Linked DNA regions of Mus musculus: all the other regions are linked to region 4. Evidence: chromatin contacts called from public HiChIP or PLAC-seq and promoter capture Hi-C data. All regions are on one chromosome and are shown on one strand. Each heading gives the region's core, a stretch centred on a gene start, on an enhancer-like site or on the middle of the called end of the contact. The rest is flanking DNA. Distances are from core to core; before and after follow the strand shown.

Region 1 (2,783 bases), core at 11-2,510, 750 kb before region 4:
TGCTATTTGTATATTTTAAAGAATAAGTAATCTCTGCATTTCATATTAAATGTGATTGATGCTCAGTTGGCAGGAGGGTGTGGACACCGTAATCATAGGCACCGTGCTATCTATGGTCTAGGGGACTTACCATGTCATTCATAGCCTGGTAAGTCTCAGTTTCCTACGTTGGTAGCATTTCCACTCTGGGGTGCAGGCCGTCGGACATCTGCCCCTTCCCTATGTGTCCCTCCCAAGGCTTTCCCTTTTTTGTTTTAGAGAGCACTGATCTGATGTCATTTTAAATGTACAGCTTTTTATCACTCGAGGGAAAAGCAGAGCCATGTTATATTTAGTACTTTCATTTCTTCTGATTAAATATGAATTACTATGAAATTTTTCTCATCATCTAACACGCCATAATACGCCAACAGCTTTTTAATACACTATATAAGCACAAACTTCTGCTCTAAGAGTTTAATTTGCCCCTCTAATCCAATCACATCAACCTTATTTCTCTTATCAGAGATTCCCATTTTGAATTAAATGAGCTCATTAGTTTTAATCAAAAGCAGAGAGATCAAAACTTAAACGTAAATGCTTTAGATCAGAACTGTCAGTCAGCCGTGCAGTTCTATTTTACTAAAACACAAGATCAGAGACCCTTAGAACCAATTTTTTTTTCCTCGAAAGGGATGCCGAGAGCTTGAAGATGCTATATCCTTTCTTTTTTTTTTTTTTCTTTCTCCCAAGGACAGATTATACATTTAAGGTTAGACTTAATTTATAGCGGTTTTTCATCCTGCTGGAAATGGAAACGTACGCCCGTCTACTGTTGTCCCTCACACATTTATTGACACTGGTCCTCAGAGACTTGAACTAACGTGAAGCCATCAAAATCCACAGCACAAGCTCGGCTTTTAAAAATTTAGCTCTGTTCAGCAAGATTGTGTTTGCAATAGCAGAGGGAACGGAAATATAGAAACTTCTCAGAGAAGAGAAAATATGTCTTTGGAGCTTTAGGGGTAGGGCTCTGGATAGCCTCACCCAGCCGGGAAGGAAAGGCCTCACTGAAAAAGAGAAGGCCATTCAGGCAAGCTGAGAAATACTTCTGCTTTTAGAAACAAGAACTGCACCGGCGAAACAGTCCGAGTCTATAGGAGAGATCGCAGTAAGGGGGCTTCCTGCTGGGTGAAAACACAGCTTCGTGTGAGCTGTGCAGCCAAACACCGTGTCATGTTCTAGCCGAGGCAGGAGTACAGCATCCGCCTCATGTTACAGTAGTAATTGCCTAAACACGCAGGGTAATGTTAATTACACTGGGGATAACTGGTGTGTAAGGAATGCTAAGGTCAGGTTCTGCCCCACTGAAGCCAAGATTTAGAATCTAAATTAACCATCATACTCAACTTCAAGAGCAAGGGGACCGAGGAGTCAATGAGACATAGGTGGGGCAGTCAGAGCTTGTTTTCATGATGGTGACTTTCACTTCGACTGCCTATAGCTTCCTGGTTCTGAGCTCAGGAGCAGGAGGAGCCTGCCATGTTCCACCTTTCAACAGGACAGGTTGCCAACTTACTCAGATCACCCCCACCATAGCCAGGCTTCCTATGGGGTAGCAAATAGTTATCACAATTGTGACAGTGGTGTCTCTCCTGTGAAAAGAGGCTTTGCTTGCAATATGACAGGCAATGGCAGCCACCTCAGAAAAGTTTTTTGAGAGAATGTCTCAGGTGATAGTCCAGGGAGGAGGAGGGCTTTGCTGGGGGAGGAGTCACAGTGGATGGGCTGGTATGTGGGTGGGCTGAGGGAGGGAGGGAGTAGGGGAGAAGTCCACTTGAGACCTGCGCTCTCTAGACACAGTGGCTCCATCTTATGTCTAAGAAATATTTTCGAGTGCTTTTTAGATGTGGAATACACTCTTGTCAACTCTCAGAGACCGGCCACTACTGTCTCATGCTCTGATAAGTTTGGGATTCCAGGAAGTTCTAGCTACTGCCTGAAACACAAGGCAGATGGATGGAAAAGCTGCACAGAGGGGTCAGATCTGAGTCATGTCCACTCTTAGCCCATGAAATATAAGCTAAAAGATGAAAACATAAAACCAAGGCCGACATGATGAAAAGCTAAATCAAAATACAGACATCTCAGGGGTCTTTAACGCTTGAATAAAAGTGTGTGTGTGTGTGTGTGTGTGTGTGTGTGTGTGCGTGCGTGTGTGTATGAGTTCAGCATCCATGGAGGTCAGAGGCACTGGATCCCCTAAAGGTGGAGTTACAGGCAGTTGTGAGCCATTTAATGCAGGTGCTAGGAACCACAGTTGGATCCTCCCTCTCTACGAGGTCCATGTTCTCCCTAACCACTGAGCTGCCTTTCCAGCCCCTCAACTTTTAAATGTCTACATTGCTGAAGTTCTTGAAATATCCATTTTGATATATTTTTTAATATAAAATTTACAGAAAATTCATAACCAAAGTCAGAACGTTGGCGCCTGCTGTAATCGCAACGAGACTTCAGTTGTCATTCATCTGCTGGTGACGCCATTAAATGTGGATTGTGCATCCCTCGCATCCTCCCAGGGACAGGAGCTGGTGGAGGTGACAGGTGTTGAGATCGATAGAGGTTTTCCAGGATGCGAATGAGGGCTAGGCGCTTTCTGAATACTGTCAAATCTGCTATGGGGACTCCACAAGGACATGGTAAAGCACCAGCAGGGCCCTTATTTATGTGTAGATGCGTGCCTAGCATCGGAACCCTCCAAATTCCATCAAACCCTGGTGCGTGCAGGGGGAAAAAAAGAGAGA
Region 2 (2,864 bases), core at 206-2,705, 730 kb before region 4:
GAATGGCTAGAAAGGTCTGTGAAGGTTAACATCTGATTGCAGGTATGAAGTACATAAGGTCACTCTGAATATCGGGTGGAATAGTTCCACCACAGAGGATCAGGCTGTTGAGATGTCCAAAGGCAGAGGTTACATGTACTGAAGGGCTAAGCAGGCCACCACCTCCAGCTGTATCTGAATGTTGCTGTGAGGCTATGTGAGTACTGCTCAGGGCTCAAGGGGAGGACTCATGGGCACAGGAAACAGCAGCAAAATGGTCATCACCAGGCCTTCATGATTCTGTTAGGCCAGCTAGCTTTGGGGTTGCCCACTCTCTAGGAGTCAATTAAAGTTTGAGTAAACTTCCTTGAGAGACAGTTGATGAAGCCTGAGCAAGACTTGTTATGCTTGGATTCTGCTGGTTCAGTTTTCCTGAGCACAAACACCTCCAGGGAGGAAGGAGCAGGGTTGGCTCTGGGAGAGGAAAACACAGTGGTAAAAATAAGGCCAATTCGACATCTTGATGGTATGTAGGGACCCTCGTATACAGAGGAGCAGGATTCCAGTACAGCCAGAACTAATTCACTGGTTTCTCTAACCACATGCTTAGCTTTCAGAACCTCTCCTTAACAAACTCCCGAGTCATGGTGCCTTTCTTCCTTTATGCATAGTGAGCATTGCCCACTGCCTGCTGGTTTTCTTCAGGGTCTTATGTATGTAATAAATCTACCAAAGAGACAGCCTACAGCGGGCCATTATGCAGTCACCCCCCTCTCCCCGCTTTAGTAATGTTGACTCCACTTAGCACTGAGTATAGTGTGCTGTAGGATCTGAGAGCTTGCAGGTGGGAGTTTGGCATCTAGTCCCAGGCCTCGATGATGGAGAAGCAGTGGCGTGGGTAAGGCAGTATCTTTGGCCTTTGTCTAGGAGACTGGGGCAGCTGCTCAGAATGCAAAGCTAGCTTCCTAGAGACAGTTGCTTTTGTCCTTGTGAAATACTTGGCTTTTCTTTATGAGCCCTGGCTGGACTTCTTATTGCTTTGGTGGCATCAGGGATGACTCAGAGACCAGGAAGCAAGTGTTGTGACTGTCACTGTCTCAGGGCAGTTCCATTCAGGCCTGTTGTCCTTTTAGTTGTTCAGCGGAGACATGTTTAGTTTGGTTTTACCTGTGCCAGCTCAGTCTGGGATGGGGTACAGAGACAGACTCTCAAAGGAGGACACTCTGGCTATAAACCTGCCAGGTCCTTCCCAGCTCTACCCCTTCCCTGATTGGTGTTTTCACATCTCCCAAGGATGGGAATTTTCAGAACAAAGCCCAGTACTTGGAGTGGTTATTTGCATGTCAATTTCCGGAATGCTTCTCCAACTTTCCCTTGTGCCATAGTGATGCTTTTGTATCTCTTCTGCTGGGGATAAATGGAGAGGAAGGGCTCGAAGTGGGTCAGCGCAGTGTCCTGGCACTTCCTTTGGCTGAGTCTTTGCCCAATGGGGTGGAAGCCAGACTTCCTTCTCCCTGGCCCTTCAGCTCCCCTATGCAGCCTTGCAGATCTGGGAGGTCTGCGTTCTTTATTGCAGCTTTGGGGTGAGCAGGCACCTGACCATGGGAATATTCTTTCCTCCGGTCACAGGCGTCTGTGAGGGACCCTAGTGGGGTCTAATGATGGTGCTTGCTGTGTTCTCACCATCTTTCCCTTTAACCCATTTCTTGCCTGTCCATATTCCTGGCTGGAAATAGTGTATATGTGTGTGTGGGGGGGGAAGGGCAGCGGGAGAGCAAATGGCAGGAGCAAGCTAGGGTTTCTTTTCCTGTGAGACAGTATCCAGGTCCTGCCTTACGGTCAATCAACTGTAAGTATCCTGTAGCACTGTCATAAAATGTGAGAATTAAAACATCTTTTTTCTATCAAAAGAGTCTTTGAAGTTATAGTCTTGGATGAATCTCGCAGAAGGGCATACAGGAAACAGTGTTCTACACACAGACTTTTTTTTTGTCTAGTTCCCTATCATGTGGGAAGTTCCTCCACACTAGTGTCTAAAAAGCAATTTTCTGGTCACTTTTCAAAAGGTCCCAACTGTGGCCTATGGGGATACTTGGGACCCCTGGGACCAAGACCATGGCTTGCCGTCTAGCAGGCTACCATGAAGAGGGTGTGGCACTTCTGAGCATGGACAGAATTCAAATAGTTCCCGCCGTCACCTGACATTCTGTTCTATTAAAATGATATTTTAAAAATTATATTAATTTTACCTTGGCAAATGTTTACTATGTAGATATAAGGTAATCAGAATGTTTATTATATAGTACACACATGTATTACATATTACAGCAGTAAAGCAACATCTAGTAAATTAAAAAGCAGGCGGAGGCCTCCGTTGTGAAGGTGAGTTTAAGCTACATGTCCTCCTCCAGCGGAACTGTGAGAGCTGTTGTTCTAGAAAGCCCACGTCTGCGCTTAGAGCTGGATTGTAATGCAAGACATTGGAATGTGCTATAGCATTGGGGAAAATCTACTCATATGATGAGCTAGATTTTATAGTTCTTAGGTAGTTTTGATTATAAAAATGTATCCCATTTTCTAGCATACTATCATGACTCTAAGGTATTTTCAAGTTTTTTTTTTTTGTTTTTTTTGTTTTTGTTTTTGTTTTTTTTTTTAAGACAGGGTTTCTCTGTATAGCCCTGGCTGTCCTGGAACTCACTTTGTAGACCAGGCTGGCCTTGAACTCAGAAATCTGCCTGCCTCTGCCTCCCAGGTGCTGGGATTAAAGGCATGCGCCGCCACTGCCTGGCTCCAAGTGTTTTTTAAATTAATTTTACTTTATGTGTATGAGTATTTTGTTTGCCCGTATGTCAGTGTCTGATGCCTGCAAAGGCCATAAGAGG
Region 3 (2,700 bases), core at 131-2,630, 960 kb before region 4:
TGTTTTCCAACCATCTATCATGTGCTGGCATCAGTGTTTCAAGGACATGGGCTCCTGTCACCCCAGTGCTGCTATGGGCTTTTGGACAACAGCTTCTTGAAGTTGAGCCTTTACCCTAAGGAAATACACCTTCTCCTGGACAGACATATGGAAGAGGCCAACTGAGCAAGGCCATTAACAGGGTCCCTGTTCTCCATGGAGCTAGTTAGGTTTCTTCAAAGCTGCTTACACCCTCTCTGGTTGACTGCCACTCCCCAAGGCCCTGTTTGCCCTCACTGACTACAATACAGCCTTCTTCCCAGTCTGTCAGCACTCTCTCCTCCTCTGCCTCTCCTTCACATGAACTGCACCCCCACTTCTCCCCTCAGAGAAGGTGAGCAGAGGGGCTATTGGGAAGAGAATAAAAGCAAAAAGGACTTTATGTCCAAAATTAGTGATGCTTGAAAAATCGGTGCAGTTTTTCATTTGACTTAACTGAAAATCTAAATGTGCAAAGATGTGAACTGACTCTCTGTCTCTCTGTCTCTCTGTGTTTGTCTCTCTTTCCCTCTGTCTTAGATGTCTCTGTTTCTCTCTCTCTCATTTGGAAGGAAAGGGCATCAGAAATCTGTATAGAGACCACCTTACAGTAGATAATTAAGCCTTTTGGGTAGGGCCTAGGGCTCTAGTGCAAGTTGCATGTAGTAGAAGCCAGAGAGACCTGGAACACAGTGTATCTTTTGGGGAGAGTGCGAGTGATTTTGAGAGAGAATTTCAGAACCTTTTAGTAAAAAGCTTGAGTATAAATGGTGCATGAACATCTCCCGCAGGACAAAATACAAAAATTTGCAGGATTTGGCAGTGCTCTCCCTTCCCGGGGCGCCTCCCTATCTCTCTGTCCTCCACTCCCTTCTCAGGGGATACACACCAGCCTGGCACACAGGGTGGGGGGAGGTCAAGGGGAATGTTTGTTAATGAATCAGTCAGTTTTGGTTAAAATTAAATTCACCTCTCTCTCTCACAGGGGTTGGAACAGCCAGACCCGAATCAAACAGAAGAGGAAAGAAGGAAAGACACTAGGTAGAGCTTAAACCTTAATGTTTAAGAAATATAGTCACCAGAGAGGTGACTAGCCCAGAAAGTGGCAATAAACTGTTCATGTGCATCTCAGACGTGAGATCCAGGTTTTCAAGTTTGTTAGGGGATTTAACGCAAATCAATATGCAAATCGAGAGCATTAAAAAAAAAAAATCCAGCCCTTTCTTGGGTCACACACAGGTTAGCTAGAGTGGAGCTCACCCAGATGCTCCGCAGCACCAGTCCAAGAGGAAGAGCCCGGAGGAGGGCAGTCCCGGGGGCGGGACCATGACGTTGGGGTCAAGGCGGTGCTTTCTCTCGTTCCTCCCCCGGCCACGGCCGCCGCGGCGGTGGCTCTGCATCTCCAAAAAGGGCCCTCCGACTTCTCACTGGGCCAGTCCGGCGCTGGGTGGCGGAGCCCTACACTGCTCCCGCCGGTCCCAGAGCCGGGATCCCTTCTCTTCAGAGTTTCGAGCAACTTTCCCCGCCTCTGGAGCTAAAGTGGCTCGGGGACTGTGACCACCGCAGGTGGGAGAGTCCCCGGCCCGGCTCTCCGCATCTTCGCTGTGCGCTCGCGCTGGGAAAGCCCTGGGTGCGTGCACCCTGGGGGTCCCCGGCCTCGGCTCTGTGGGCGAGATGCCTCTGGGACACATCATGAGGCTGGATCTGGAGAAGATCGCCCTGGAGTACATCGTGCCCTGTCTGCACGAGGTCGGCTTCTGCTACCTGGACAACTTCCTAGGCGAGGTGGTGGGCGACTGCGTGCTGGAGCGAGTCAAGCAGCTGCACTACAACGGGGCCCTGCGTGACGGCCAGCTGGCCGGGCCGTGCGCCGGCGTCTCCAAGCGGCACCTGCGAGGCGACCAGATCACGTGGATCGGGGGCAACGAGGAGGGCTGCGAGGCCATCAACTTCCTCCTGTCCCTCATCGACCGGCTGGTCCTGTACTGCGGGAGCCGGCTGGGCAAATACTATGTCAAGGAGCGGTCCAAGGTAGGATGCGTGCGGGTGCCCAGCCGCAGCTGCGCTGCAGGGGACGGGAAGCCTTCATTCGGAGTGTTGTGTCGCCTTCGCTGGGGTGCAGCGAACTTTGGTTTTTAACCAAGAAGTCAGCTTGCCTATCTGCCCTACTTGCGTCCCCTCCACCTCCTGGCCTAACCCCTTAAGCAAAAGTCCACGTTAAGGGGCTCAGGTGTCTCGTGATGATGAGCTTCTGCTGACTCTGAAAGAATTGCCCTGGTTTTGGTGATGACCGCAAGGACAACTGGCTGGTGGAGGGAAAAGATATTGGAAACACTGCGACACGCATGTCCATGATCCGAAGTGCCTCCTTTAAAGCCACCCGGTACTGCCCTTCACAGTAGCCAGAGGCACTCTTAACTCTACTAGAGGCAAGTCTAATTTTTGCCTTGTGTTAGTTGGCTTGTAGAGTTAGGTAGGGTGGGAGGGAAGAGTTCGGTATGACAAGGTTAAGTCCTCCACTTCTGCTGCAGCCTTTGAGCCCTGGGGCTCAGAATTCTCATAGACCCCTCAGCCCAAGTGCTGAGCCCCACGCCATCGCCTTTCTTTTCCTATAAACTCATGGCAAAATCCACTCAAACAACCTGATAAGGTCCATGAAGAGAGTGGTGAGGTACCTCTGGG
Region 4 (2,999 bases), core at 377-2,876:
AAAGATTTGCCCCTTTAGAGTTATTTCCACGACTTCTTTTTAAAACTTTTGACAATAAGCAGAGCATGTAATGAAGTCTTCTACAGAATATTTGCAATTACATGAACTTGGAAAATACTGTGTTAGGCAAAATCTGGTCACTGGGCCATTGGTTAGAAGGCACAAAACATAGCAATGACAGATTACTGTAACCTTTGCAGTTTAAATACTATTGTTTCAAACCAAAGGCTCTCAAATCAATGAAGTTTCAAAGATGAGGTAAAATGGGAATTTGAATTATGCATTATGTATATTTTAAGTTAAATGCCATTGGCAAATCTCTCAGATGTTTAATCGTGTACAATCTGGGAAACACAAATATTTAATTTCACACTCTCATGTGCTTTTTTTTCTTCCATCTACCATAAAATTGAGCCTCATGAATAGAGAGTTTACCTTTTTGATTATATTGTTAGTTTTTCTCATAGCGATTTTGTGAATCCCATTTTCAATAAAATCTTAGAACATCGAAAGTTATCCTTAAAGGGAAAACTTTAGGGTTAGAAAGCTGTTGATGGTAAATTTCTCTTTATTTCCTTCCTCAATCAAAGGTTGCTCAGTGTTTTAATGACAATTATTTTGAATCTAGAGACTATCTTTAGAAAACTAAAAACAATTTCTATATTAAAACTTCCCTTTCACCACCAAGCCTAACTTTTGTAAAATTTGCTTCCTAACTTGGATCTCGGAATCCCATCCATTTGCATCATAATGCGTTTAAGATAGTTAACAGCGCCTAAGAGATTCGGATTTCACGTTGTATTCCCTGTAGTAACAGGTGACAGGATCTCACACTATTAGGTAGAAACGCAAGTCTATCTCTGCACATGAAAATCGTCTCTGTCCTATTTGGAAACAAATGATCAATCAGCCTCCGATGATCAATTGCTCCCCTGGCTGTCCGTCAGCGCGGATTCGCACCCGCGGAGGCATTGAGAACATTTTGCTGAAAGGGGGCAGGAAGCCCAAACTTTGCAAAAGCATCTCCTGCAGCGTCTCAGACTTGACTGGAACTCTCTGGCTACTCGGGGCTGAGGCTCAACGTTCGGGGCCTGGCAGAGGGCAAAGGATGACTTCACTTCGCCAGTGCACTAGAGTGCTTTTCAATTCGGATTGTGTATCCCCCCCCCCCTCCTTCTATAGCACAGGGGCAGGCAAAGTAAGCCCTGACGAGGTGCATGTGTGTTGTAAGGCACAAAACAAGAGCAAAGTGAGTCCCACCCCAGTACCCGAGACGGGGGCACTATCCCAGCTCGGACGGGACTACTCACCGCTGCTGGTAGGAGGTGATGCCCTGGACGTTCTGCGGGGTGCCGTTGGCCGCGGCGCCGGCCCTCCCCATGCCCGCACCGGCCGGTACCCCAGCGGCTGCCCCGCCGGCCGCCGCGGCCGTCACCTGCACGCTGAAATCCGGAAAGATTCGGATCATCGCCGCGGCTTGGAGCCCCAGGCGCGGCTGCTCTGGGCTCGGGCTGGCGGGGGCTCGGGCTCGGGTTCGGGCGGCGGCGGCAGCAGCGGCGCGAGCGGCGGCAGCAGCGGAGCCAGGCACCAGCCTGCAATCCCATTAGTGAGCCGCGGCCACTGTGCGCGGCGGAGAGGCGCTTTGATGTGCGCGCAGCGGGCTGAGGTGGGGGGGGGTGGCGAGGAGGAGGTGCGGGGGGTGTGCGAGGGACTTGCAAACAGCAAAACGTGTCAGGGTGGGGCCTTTTCTCCCTTTTGGGGGGCACTGTTGCTCCCCCCTCTTTCCAGGATGTTGCTTTCACTGGCTGCTCCAGCAGCGCCGCGCGAGCCCAGCTGAGAGGAGGAGGGGGTGAAGGAGGAAGGATGCACCGGGAGGCTTGGCGAGCGCTTGGCCGGTGCAAGGGAATAACGAGCAGTGGAGGGTGCGTTTTCCCTCCCTCTTCTACACACACACACACACACACACACACACACACACACACACACACCGCGCACTTCCGACCCAAAGTGCAAGATTGTGGTGCGCTCTTTCTCCTCCTTTCTCTGGAGAAATAACCACCATCCGGGCTGGCTTCAGCCTTCCGAGGCTGCCAGAAACCAGGATCCCAGCCCGCGGGTGTAGGAATGGGGCGTCAGAGCCTCCCGTTTCAGCCTGGACCCCTCTTTGACACTATTCTCCACATTAAGCAGAGCGAATGTGACCAAGCGCAAGTTGGGTTCCTGGAGAACTTGATAGTTATCTAGGAGAGGTGGTTTGCAAAGGCGACGGAGTGCGGGGCGGGGGGTTGGCGCTTTTGTACAATGGAGAGTTTGGGTCGCTTAAAAGAAAGGGCTCTTCCCGCTCCTGGTGAGCGGAAGAGTTGGTCTTGGGAAACTTGTGAGGTGGGGTCTCAGCTAGATCTTAGTTTGCGCTATGATCCATCTCTTAACGCCCCCCTTTGACCGAGGAAACGAATAAATTAGTAGCCACAATTGAAAAGAACTCTGCGAATTCCAAACACCAAGGAAACAAAAAGAGAAAACACGTGCATTTATTTCCTCGCGCCTTCCTGTTACTTCACATTGTGACGCCTGCCTTTCATTAGGGGGTGAAGAGAGATCCTTACAGTTTGGATGCGCCTTTTTAGTGAGACTTGCACTGGGTTTCACTGAGCTAGGGTTGGGGGAGTGGGAGTTGATTGTTTCCCTCCATCCCTCCCCAGGACCCGGGTTGCCCACTTTTCCCCCTGTCTTCTGGCTGGTGAGCAGGAGCAGAGATGCGAGAAGCAGGCGGATGCAGCCCTTGAGGGACACAGAGCTCTGCTAATGTCCCACACTCAAAGCCCCTGCCCAGCTTAGCGGCTGCTGCTGCTGCTGCTGCTACTCCTGCAACTGCTGCTGCTACTGCTGCGGCTGGGTGGTGGTGGGGAGTGGTGGTTTCCCATTCTGGTACCCTCTTCCCATCTGGCACTCAGGGCCTGGGCACTGCAGCTGAAGGGCTAGGGCAGTCGCTGTACCCT
Region 5 (2,761 bases), core at 14-2,513, 800 kb before region 4:
GATATAATTTAAATGCTGAGACATACAGATGCCTAGGGTATTATCGTTTTTAGTCTCAGTCATTTGGGAGCTCAGCTTTCACTCCTGGCTCTTTTAACTGGGACTTTGTGGTAGATTCTACACTGAAAGTTTAAAACCATTTCAGCAGCTCTTCTGGGCCTGTGCTTGACAGTATGTGTGTACCAGTGCCCATAGTTAATTAAATTGTCCAGCATCCTCAGGTAGGACACAGAAATCCAGACCCAAACTATAGAACATGTGGGGAAATCTGCCTTGTTTATATAGGCATGTATAAAATGCTAATTGCTTTCTACAGCAATCATTTTGGTTGGTTAAAAAAAAAAGATTTTGTTTAACTTATTTTACTGTCCCTTTAGAAATTACTTCTGACACAGGATCTATTCAGATGTGAAACACATATTTGGAAATGTTATCTTTAAAAGACATGGGATTAGTGTTGGAGAACTGTGTCTGATTCACAAGGCAGGGAGCTAATAAGGTCTGGTAACACAAAAACATCATGGAGTTAGCTGGGCGTGGTGACACATGCTTGTCACCCCAGCACCTGGGAGGCAGAGGTTCCAAGATAGCCACAGCCACATAGTGAGACACTGTCTCAGAAAACAAAAACAACAAAAACAAATAAACAAGCACTATAAATAAATGTAAGAGTATAATTAAAATATACTCCTCAATGGGGTAAGTGGATTTCTCAATGTTTAGTGATTGAAATAATCATTTTGACCAAACTAGAATTATTAGTGAGAGAAGATTTCTTAGGAAAATGAAAATGAATTCTTGGAGCATTTGTGGTACAAAACAGATTGGTGGTTCTGTTTACTAGCTTGTTTTCCCAAGTATACATAAACAGCCACTTTCTAAAAAAAAAAAAGTTAGATGTCATTAAAAGACCCTCTTTGGTGTCTGTGAAGTCTGCCAGCTCCTGAAAGCATTAGATGTTAGCGTTGCCCTGGGCCATCCTGCAGACTGCAGAAGAATCGCCAAGGAGCAAGCTTAGTTTCTAGTTAACAATTCCCTAATTAAATAAGAAACCACAGGAAAAAGCCTCGTTCTTTGGGGAAGGCGTTCTCTTTTATTTGAATGAACACCTTCAAAAAAGAAAAAAAAAATTCGGGATCAAGCCCTTTCAGAGAACCATACATAGCCTGCTGTGGGGAATTCGACCAGCTTCAGCAGTAAAGAATAGACCAGTAAGAGCTAGGAGTGGCAGGCCAGAAGAGTAGCTATCCTTCCTGTTTCTCAGCTCCCTCACCTGTAAATCACCTCAGGCTATGGTGAGGAGGGTCATGGGTGGAGTGACATTAGCACTGTCCCCAGCTTGGCGCATGGCAGCTTTTCTGTAACCCAAACATGCCATTGCCCTTAGTAAAGGACATTTCCAGATTGCTGTCTTCATTTGGGAGAGAATGATGCATTGTATCAGCGGATGGGGTATTTTGGGGGGTAGGGTGGGGGAAGAAAAAAGCTAAGAGCAGGTCACAGACAAGAATCTCAATTGCTAGAATGGGACATTGAAAGCTTGCTAAAAAAAAAAAAAATTAGTCACTTGATCACAACAAACAGTGGTGGCGCATGCCTTTAATCTGAGCACTTGGGAGGCAGAGGCAGGCAGATTTCTGAGTTTGAGGCTAGCCTGGTCTATAGAGTGAGTTCCAGGACAGCCAGGGCTACACAGAGAAACCCTGTCTCAAAAAAAAACACAAAAAACAAAAAACAAAACAAAACAACAACAACAAAAAAACAACAACAACAACCCAAGAAAAAAGAAAAGAAAAAAAAAAAAAAGAAAAGAAAATCTGTGGCATTGGATAGGACAACCATTGGAAATTTGGCATTGGTTTTTGGAAGGTGTGGTGATGGTGGAGCTGAGCCCAGCCTGAGGTGTGATCTATTCTGGAATTGCTCTCCTTTCTGTCCCTCCATTGGTTTCCTTCTCTGTCCTGCAGCCTACTTAGAGACTAAATGGCTTTGTAAATGCTAATTGTGTTCTTCCATTGTGTGTATATATGGAAAGTTCCTCAGGGAGGTTATTCTGACTGGTTTCTTGCCATTCACCATGGCCACTAAAGAAAAATCAAAGGCTGGGAGACGGCACAGGCTATTGCTAAGTCAGGGGCTGCGACTCTTTAATTCAAACTTGCCCAGGCTGACAGGAGCAGGAGCAAGCTCTTACCTATGGAGCAGGCTGACCTGAGACTGTAGGGTGATGACTAGATACACTTGGCCAAAGTCAGAGGCCACTCCTGCCCATCCTTCTGGCTGACTTGTCTTTCCTGGTCTCCTGTGTCCTCTCCAGAACACCACTGACACACCCAAGTGTATGGTCATGGTGATGAAGACTTTATAAATGTCAACAAAACTTGAGCAGATTTAGGCATAATTACTGCATAATAAAGACAGGTACATGATGCTGTCTGCACTCCTGAGCATCGGAGGTCAGATAAATTCTTTCTTCCCATTTAGTCCCTGGCTGGAAATAGGAGACCAATCCCAAAGCAATCTCAGCTTTAGTAGCAGTTCCCAGTAGACTGGGTGGACGCAGGCGCTTTTGGCCTTCCTCTTGGCTAGGATCTGCAGAGGTTAATTACCCAGGCCACTTGACCATTCTGCTCTCTGGTTTCCTGTGTGAAGGCGTTCACAGGGCTCAGGGGACATATATTGCCTTCAAACCTGACAACAATCTATGGCCAGAAAGCATCCTCCCTCAACTGTCTCAGTAATGCTCCTGGCAGCACCAGGA
Region 6 (2,879 bases), core at 21-2,520, 640 kb before region 4:
GCATTGAATTTCATGATAAATTTTCATTGTAACTGATCATCTACAGGTGGCAGATCAAAATGTTAGCAAATATGAAAAATTTCAAATAATCTATAGAGCTAATTTACTGATTCACAAAAGACAAAGACTGAAGGCTGAGTCTAAGGAAGGAGAACTATGAGCTTCCTGACTCTAAACATTTAGAAGCAGTTAAAAAACTGAGCCTAAAGGTTTCAGATAATGGTTATTAATCAAAGGGCACGATGTCCAGTGGAACAGAGAAGCACTTCATAACTTTGCTAGTATTGTGAATCATAATGAAAATGCTTTTGGAGATAGACGTTTTCCAGGGGGTCACAACCCACAGGTCGGGAACCATTGTTTTAGACCTCTGTGAACTTCCTTCAGTTGTGGAAGGTCTGATTTGCCCTTCAAAGTTGCACTAATCCAGATTGCACTCAGTAGAAAAGTAACCCCCCTCAAGATCCTGCCACACTTAAATAGCTTCTAGAAACTGTGGCAAATCCACTGATTTTAACTGCAGGGAAACCTTTTAGTAAAATATGTTGAGTGGGGATCGAGATGCCCATGAGATGAAAGTGCAGCAAACATGTACAGACTGGCTCTCTGCTCCGAATGGGTGGTCTAGTTTCTGTCCTTTATTTCTCTCCGTTTCCTATCCAAAGACTTCATTTATTCCACTGACATCTATTGAGTGTCTACTATTCTTAGTTCATCGATATGACTCAGTTACTAGTGGAGAGAGGGTGTCTCACCCATTTTTCCTTTAAGTGCTTAGTAATATTAAAGATGTTACATGGAAGTGAAAAGATAAAGACATTTAGATACCTCTCGCTTTACCCATACGGCAAGAAAAAAAAATCTGCCTTTGCCTTGTAAGCAATAATCAAAGGGGTAGAGGTGTCTGTAAGATCACCTTCCCAGGATGTGGAATCGGACACAGGCTTTGAGTCTAGGATTTAACACACACTTCAGGTAAGCCAACATGAACTTCCACTCACTCATTCAGGGTAAATCTTGGGTTATCAGTAGTCAGATAAAATCTCTATTAATTCTGCAAAACAAGAGGACATCTGATTTCTGACGGGCCCCAAATAAATGCGCCATGTTTATTTTCAAAAGAGATAGCAAAAGAAACATGTAGTAAAATCTCCTCAGATTCTCAGTTCCGAGTCCCAGCAAATGCTTTCAACTGTGGGCAGCTTGGTGGGGATGTGGGAATGTGGCTTGTTCTGTTTCTTCCTAATATGGGCTCTTCTTTCTGGATGGGCCAACGATGACTTCATTCCATAGCCTTTGATTGCTTTTGTACCTTTCTGGCTTCAAAATTCGAACTTAAAGAAAGAGTCCTTTGCTATGAGTCAGTAAATGGAATGCATTAATAATGCTTGAGTGGCTGGCCCTTTTCCAGACTTGATCACCCTAGCTGCAATGGAGGTTTCGATTTTTGTTTTGTTTTGTTTTGTTTTGTTTAGTGTAAAGGAAAATTACCCTATATAGCTTTTAACTCCCCAAGGCTATCCCTAAAAGCCTTACTCAAACTTCTAAGGTGCCTGGACTAGCGTTTGAGCTTAGAAAAGCTGTTGGCAAATCCCAGTGAAATTTTTTGACAGATTCATTTTTTAGCCTTTGGGAAAGTGAAGGTGCTGCAGGCGAGATATTTGATTAATGCCATAAAAAATAGTGTTGCGGGCACAGCTGGCACGTTGGGAGGAAAATTCATCACTAACTCTAAACCTGCCATGTAATTTTCTACCCACGGTTCTTTTCCTCACTTGACAGAAGATCTGCACAGGACAAACTCAGCTGACAGGGGACAAGGCAGCCAGATGTTGAGGTATCTCGAAACATGACAGATCGCTATGTTTTAGCTCAGATTAATTCACTTATTAGAGGTAGGCCTAAATCACTGGTCATTGTCAGATCAGTTGTCACCACCAGCAAATCATACCACGTACCTGAACAAAAATAGTTCCGGGTTTTAAAGGGTTGCTTTAACCTCAGCCCTCAGCGCTGAGTGAGACTTCGGGGGCAGGAAAAGCCCGGGTGCCTCTCCTCAGTGGTGCAATTGCTTGGAACTGAGGAAGCATCTCCCTCACCACGGCTTTCAGGGAGACTGCGCAGAACCAGGAAGAGCGTAATTCCAGCCAGGCCATGACAACTGCTAAGCTCGGAACCACTCTGGTCTTCTGAAGTCACTTTCTCTCTTCCTCCCTGCCGCCTTTCCACTTCCAGAGTGCTCTGTAAGGCACTGCCCTGATTTGGACCTTGGCTGATGGCCACATGAATATAAATTTGCTCATTTAAAAAAAAATGCCAAGAACCACTTTCAGAAGGCTGAGGCAGTAGAGCCCTGTTCTATTAGTTCATATGAAACATATGCCACTTCGCCCTGCCAGGGTTTAGTGGCTGCTACAAAACCCATCTACTTTCTGGTTTATCTCCCAGTGGATCAGTCGAGTTTACAAAGTCAAGACCACAGCTGGCCCCTGAGTTTGGCAGGCTGAAGTAAAGTGTCAGGGAGTAAATAAGCTGCAGAAAGTAGCTAATGTCTTCATCCCTGGAGGTTGAGTTGAGAGATGGGAAACACTGAAGGAACGAAGAGTGGGAAATTGGTAACAGCCGCACTTCTTCTGGGGCTTCTTGGGCAAAAGAAAACGGGATCTCTCTCCGGCTCACCAGGGACCGGTGCTCCTGAGAAACGGAGTCCCATTAAAACTACAAAAGTCAGGGCAAAGTGCCACACAAAAAGGTAGTTTTTGTCACTAATGTTTTACTTCTTCTTTTTAAAGACCAAGATTTAGTAAATCAAGTAGGCGGCCTCAAATAAGAACTCTCTATTGTCAGCCCAGGGCCCCAGTGGCGTGTTCATCACCCTT
Region 7 (2,940 bases), core at 85-2,584, 920 kb before region 4:
ATGAAGTACCTACAGCCTGCCCAGTGCAGTTGCAAGTAGTATCTGTCTCACCTAACTCTCACAGCTGCCCGGGATGGAGGGCTTAACACGTAACTGCTCATTACTGTCTAATCTCTCTATGTTGTAGCTTTCATTTTCGAATTATTTTGACCCCGCAAGGGATATGACTCTTTAACCTTTGCGTATTCTTTCCAGACAAAGGTCTCCTAAACGAATAAACCACACAACAAATCACTTTTCACGCACACTAATTTCTCATGGCTGATCCGAGGCCTGCAAGATCACACTGGAAAATGCGATTCTCAGTGTCTGCTCTCCTGTCCCTTGCTCTCACAGTCCACTTAGGGGAGGACTTGGTCCCGCCGAAGAAACATTATTTGGCAAATAATCTGATCAATTTCACTTATATTCCTGGCAATGAAATGTTAAGAGCCTACCTCACTGTTACATCATCTGAATAGGGCAGAGTCCGCAGAAGGAGATTGAATTTTGGAGCAAAGATCCAATTTCATGGAAATAAAACGCCTCACTTAAGTACATTTTAAAACTCTTTAGCAGAGTAGTTAATGCCAATTAGATTGTGGGCTGTCTGAATCATGAATTATCAATTCAGACATGATTTTGGTTTTCTTCTATAAGTAACGCCGGTATTTCTTTCTTTCTTTTCTTTTCTTTTCTTTTTTTTTTTTTTTTTAAGAAACTAGGTCATCTGAATTCAGCCATTTGGTCTTGAAAATTTTCTGTGTGCTCAGAAAGCAGTGGTGGGAACGGCCATGCCTGGTCAGCGCTTTGTGTGAGACAGGAGTTGGCATGCCCAGTATATATAGGTTTGATCAAGGGCAAGGATTGTTCTCAGCAAAGCTATTTCGAATAATAATAAAAAAAATACAAAATTAGCTTGGCTTCTGCCCTAAATTCTTTGTGTGGTGTGGAAAGAACACTGGCCAGAGGGTTGGTTAGAGACTTATCAGACAGAGTGGAAACCAACAGCTAACCCAAGCTGAAGCCACACTTGAGGTCCACACTTGAACCCTGTGGAATAATAATACGTGCTGGTTTACACTGCCAGGCCAGTTAGTAACCTTGCCCTGTCCAAACATGATTTCTAATGTGGTGCTTCTCGCTGCATCCCTGCTGGGCCCTTTAAAAGTCACCCTTTCTTTACCACGGGTCACTGCTTCTACATTTGCAAGGCCAGAGACAGATTCAAAGAGTCACATCCGGAACCCTACAACAATGGGCGGGTTGGAGTCCTCAGAGGATACCTGTGTGCCTGGGGCCTGCGCTACGTGCACACACTGTTGTTCTTTGTAACCACAGTGAGGCAGCTCTTCCTCTTTCCAGGATGAGGAAACTACTCAGAACAGTTAGGTGGCTCTGCCAAGGTTACGGTGATGGAGTAGCATAACAGGACTGGACTCCAGACCTCCAGGTCCTTGTGGTCTCTGTTCCTTCCTGCAGAGTGGATGGCAAATAAAGATCACGAATAGAGTCGGGAGAGGCAAGCTTAAGCTGCTGCATATTTAAATTTTCTCTCCCCCTGTTGGGTTATTCACAAGTGTTCCAGGGCCAGCCTCCTAAAGGAGTGCTCCTTACTCAGTAACAGCTATGCGTGCAGAAGCCGCAGCTTTGTCCTTGAATGCTTTCTTGCTGCTTAAATAGGATTTTCTTTGCCTGCCTCATAAGACTGAGGAGGGACTTTGGGTTTCTATGCAACATTGGCCTCGAGGGCGTGAGATGTTTGGAGGTATATTCCCCGCCTTAAGGTAGAGTTGAACAGCACCGGTTGTTTGGAGCAGACAACACTGGAATGCAGTTTGGAGCCTTTAGCCAGTGTGCCTGATACCTCCCTGTGTTCCTGGGTCACATACACTTTCTAGGGATGAAAGGGAACACTCACTGCCTTTTCTTCTTGACACACTTAGATTCCTACCCCGTGACACACAGCCTTCAGCCTACTTAACAGTGTGAACAACTGTGTTGAAATAAGACTAAAAAAAAACTTTGATCTTTGGTGATTTCCCCACTTAAGACAAGTAACCTTTCTCCTGGAAGCCTTTCTCCTAACTCCTGGGAGTTAACTCTTACATTTCTGAGTGCCTTTATTTTCCCTTTCTTATTATTTTGGGGGACAGGGTATGCTTTTCCAAGTCAGGGTTTCTCTGTATAGCCTTGGCTGTCCTGGAGCTCACTCTGTAGACCAGGCTGGCCTCACAAAGATCCACTCGATTCTTCCGAGTGCTGGAATTAAAGGTGTATGCCACTCCAATTGACTCTTGGGAACATTTATAGAGGTCATTTTGTGATTCTTTTTAAAAAGACATCTCTGGTTTTAGGGAATACTGTTGTAGCTTATTGATAATGTTTTACCAACTTGAGAAAGATTGCTCTAGGAGTGGATAAATACTCAGCTGATTAAAACACTACACAATTCGGGATGTCTCATGTTTGTGAGTGATGTGTGTGTGTGTGTGTGTGTGTGTGTATGTGTGTACATGTGTGTGTGTGTGTGTGTGAGTGATGTGTGTGTATGTGTGTATATGTGTGTGTGTGTATATGTGTGTGTGTGTGTGTATGTGTGTATGTGTGTGTATGTGTGTATGTGAGTGATGTGTGTGTATGTGTGTGTGTAGATGTCAAAAGGTAACTTGGGATTAAGGTGTAGAAGAGCCTTTTGTCTATTGAGGACTTCTGAGGAAGAGGACTGAAGAGAGGAGGGGACTGGACATACTGTGTTGGTCTCTCACTGGTCTGGAGTAGCTGCCGGCAGCTCTAGGAAGCTTCTCTTGTTCCTCTTGACCTGACCCAAGCTGGGGGTGGCCCAGAAAGCAGTGGGAACTTGGGAAAGGATCTAAGGATTCACCAACTATCGATTTGGGAAATTTCATTGGGTGTGTGCCATAAAATGCTGGAAGGCGGACTTTCCCAAGAAACCTTTTC

What was found. Promoter capture Hi-C pulls out the DNA fragments that hold promoters and counts their contacts. HiChIP or PLAC-seq counts read pairs in DNA pulled down with a chosen protein or histone mark.
Region 1: a contact with region 4 is called in an H3K4me3 HiChIP or PLAC-seq map of embryonic limb bud, with 4 times the contacts expected there. The contact joins the enhancer-like site here to the promoter of Npas3 in region 4. A contact is called at or near these places in 8 of 39 promoter capture datasets (the 3T3-L1 cell line, cranial neural crest, embryonic stem cells and 4 more), 1 of 484 Hi-C or Micro-C datasets (embryonic stem cells) and 15 of 115 datasets of contacts at active chromatin or transcription factors (SST interneurons, craniofacial prominence, differentiating embryonic stem cells and 10 more).
Region 2: a contact with region 4 is called in an H3K4me3 HiChIP or PLAC-seq map of neural progenitor cells, with 26 times the contacts expected there. The contact joins the enhancer-like site here to the promoter of Npas3 in region 4. A contact is called at or near these places in 4 of 39 promoter capture datasets (the 3T3-L1 cell line, embryonic stem cells, hippocampal neurons and 1 more), 2 of 484 Hi-C or Micro-C datasets (the N1E-115 cell line and neural progenitor cells), 18 of 115 datasets of contacts at active chromatin or transcription factors (SST interneurons, VIP interneurons, astrocytes and 13 more) and 3 of 9 other capture datasets (adipose tissue, embryonic stem cells and pancreatic islet).
Region 3: a promoter capture Hi-C map of embryonic stem cells shows a contact between it and region 4, with 2.5 times the contacts expected there. The contact joins the promoter of Egln3 here to the promoter of Npas3 in region 4. A contact is called at or near these places in 7 of 39 promoter capture datasets (the 3T3-L1 cell line, embryonic stem cells, hippocampal neurons and 1 more), 2 of 484 Hi-C or Micro-C datasets (embryonic stem cells and ganglionic eminence) and 7 of 115 datasets of contacts at active chromatin or transcription factors (VIP interneurons, astrocytes, embryonic forebrain and 3 more).
Region 5: a contact with region 4 is called in an H3K27ac HiChIP or PLAC-seq map of embryonic stem cells, with 6 times the contacts expected there. The contact joins the enhancer-like site here to the promoter of Npas3 in region 4. A contact is called at or near these places in 21 of 39 promoter capture datasets (the 3T3-L1 cell line, 3T3-L1-derived adipocytes, the C10 cell line and 13 more), 27 of 484 Hi-C or Micro-C datasets (the C2C12 cell line, MC3T3-E1-derived osteoblasts, adipose-derived mesenchymal stem cells and 18 more), 21 of 115 datasets of contacts at active chromatin or transcription factors (VIP interneurons, craniofacial prominence, differentiating embryonic stem cells and 13 more) and 2 of 9 other capture datasets (embryonic stem cells and pancreatic islet).
Region 6: a contact with region 4 is called in an H3K4me3 HiChIP or PLAC-seq map of stem cell-derived neural progenitor cells, with 18 read pairs. The contact joins the enhancer-like site here to the promoter of Npas3 in region 4. A contact is called at or near these places in 2 of 39 promoter capture datasets (both in the 3T3-L1 cell line), 8 of 115 datasets of contacts at active chromatin or transcription factors (astrocytes, craniofacial prominence, embryonic forebrain and 5 more) and 2 of 9 other capture datasets (embryonic tail and pancreatic islet).
Region 7: a contact with region 4 is called in an H3K27ac HiChIP or PLAC-seq map of embryonic stem cells, with 5 times the contacts expected there. The contact joins the enhancer-like site here to the promoter of Npas3 in region 4. A contact is called at or near these places in 4 of 39 promoter capture datasets (the 3T3-L1 cell line and embryonic stem cells), 2 of 484 Hi-C or Micro-C datasets (both in embryonic stem cells) and 2 of 115 datasets of contacts at active chromatin or transcription factors (embryonic forebrain and embryonic stem cells).

Annotation. Positions count from the first base shown.
Region 1 is chr12:53,998,843-54,001,625 of GRCm38.p6, reverse strand. The region is part of intron 6 of Npas3 (neuronal PAS domain protein 3); the gene reads right to left. Among named protein-coding and RNA genes, the nearest start is that of Gm35818, 140 kb to the left of the region's middle. Within about 2 kb of position 1,260, at least 15 of the 459 cell types and tissues checked have an H3K27ac peak or open chromatin away from gene starts, as enhancers often do. A contact at or near this core is called in SST interneurons, craniofacial prominence, embryonic limb bud and 1 more, where this site is marked.
Region 2 is chr12:53,980,247-53,983,110 of GRCm38.p6, reverse strand. All of the region lies in intron 6 of Npas3 (neuronal PAS domain protein 3), which reads right to left. Among named protein-coding and RNA genes, the nearest start is that of Gm35614, 150 kb to the right of the region's middle. Within about 2 kb of position 1,455, at least 38 of the 459 cell types and tissues checked have an H3K27ac peak or open chromatin away from gene starts, as enhancers often do. A contact at or near this core is called in astrocytes, neural progenitor cells, neural stem cells and 2 more, where this site is marked.
Region 3 is chr12:54,202,554-54,205,253 of GRCm38.p6, reverse strand. It overlaps Egln3 (egl-9 family hypoxia-inducible factor 3), which reads left to right and starts at 1,380. Exons shown (of 5, transcript NM_028133.2): 1 at 1,380-2,049. The coding sequence starts at 1,693.
Region 4 is chr12:53,247,059-53,250,057 of GRCm38.p6, reverse strand. It overlaps Npas3 (neuronal PAS domain protein 3), which reads right to left and starts at 1,626. Exons shown (of 12, transcript NM_001370962.1): 1 at 1,311-1,626. The coding sequence starts at 1,468.
Region 5 is chr12:54,045,518-54,048,278 of GRCm38.p6, reverse strand. All of the region lies in intron 8 of Npas3 (neuronal PAS domain protein 3), which reads right to left. Among named protein-coding and RNA genes, the nearest start is that of Gm35818, 95 kb to the left of the region's middle. Within about 2 kb of position 1,263, at least 2 of the 459 cell types and tissues checked have an H3K27ac peak or open chromatin away from gene starts, as enhancers often do. A contact at or near this core is called in embryonic stem cells, where this site is marked.
Region 6 is chr12:53,887,267-53,890,145 of GRCm38.p6, reverse strand. All of the region lies in intron 5 of Npas3 (neuronal PAS domain protein 3), which reads right to left. Among named protein-coding and RNA genes, the nearest start is that of Gm35614, 57 kb to the right of the region's middle. Within about 2 kb of position 1,270, at least 26 of the 459 cell types and tissues checked have an H3K27ac peak or open chromatin away from gene starts, as enhancers often do. A contact at or near this core is called in astrocytes and stem cell-derived neural progenitor cells, where this site is marked.
Region 7 is chr12:54,163,250-54,166,189 of GRCm38.p6, reverse strand. No RefSeq gene overlaps it. Among named protein-coding and RNA genes, the nearest start is that of Gm40424, 12 kb to the left of the region's middle. Within about 2 kb of position 1,334, at least 119 of the 459 cell types and tissues checked have an H3K27ac peak or open chromatin away from gene starts, as enhancers often do. A contact at or near this core is called in embryonic stem cells, where this site is marked.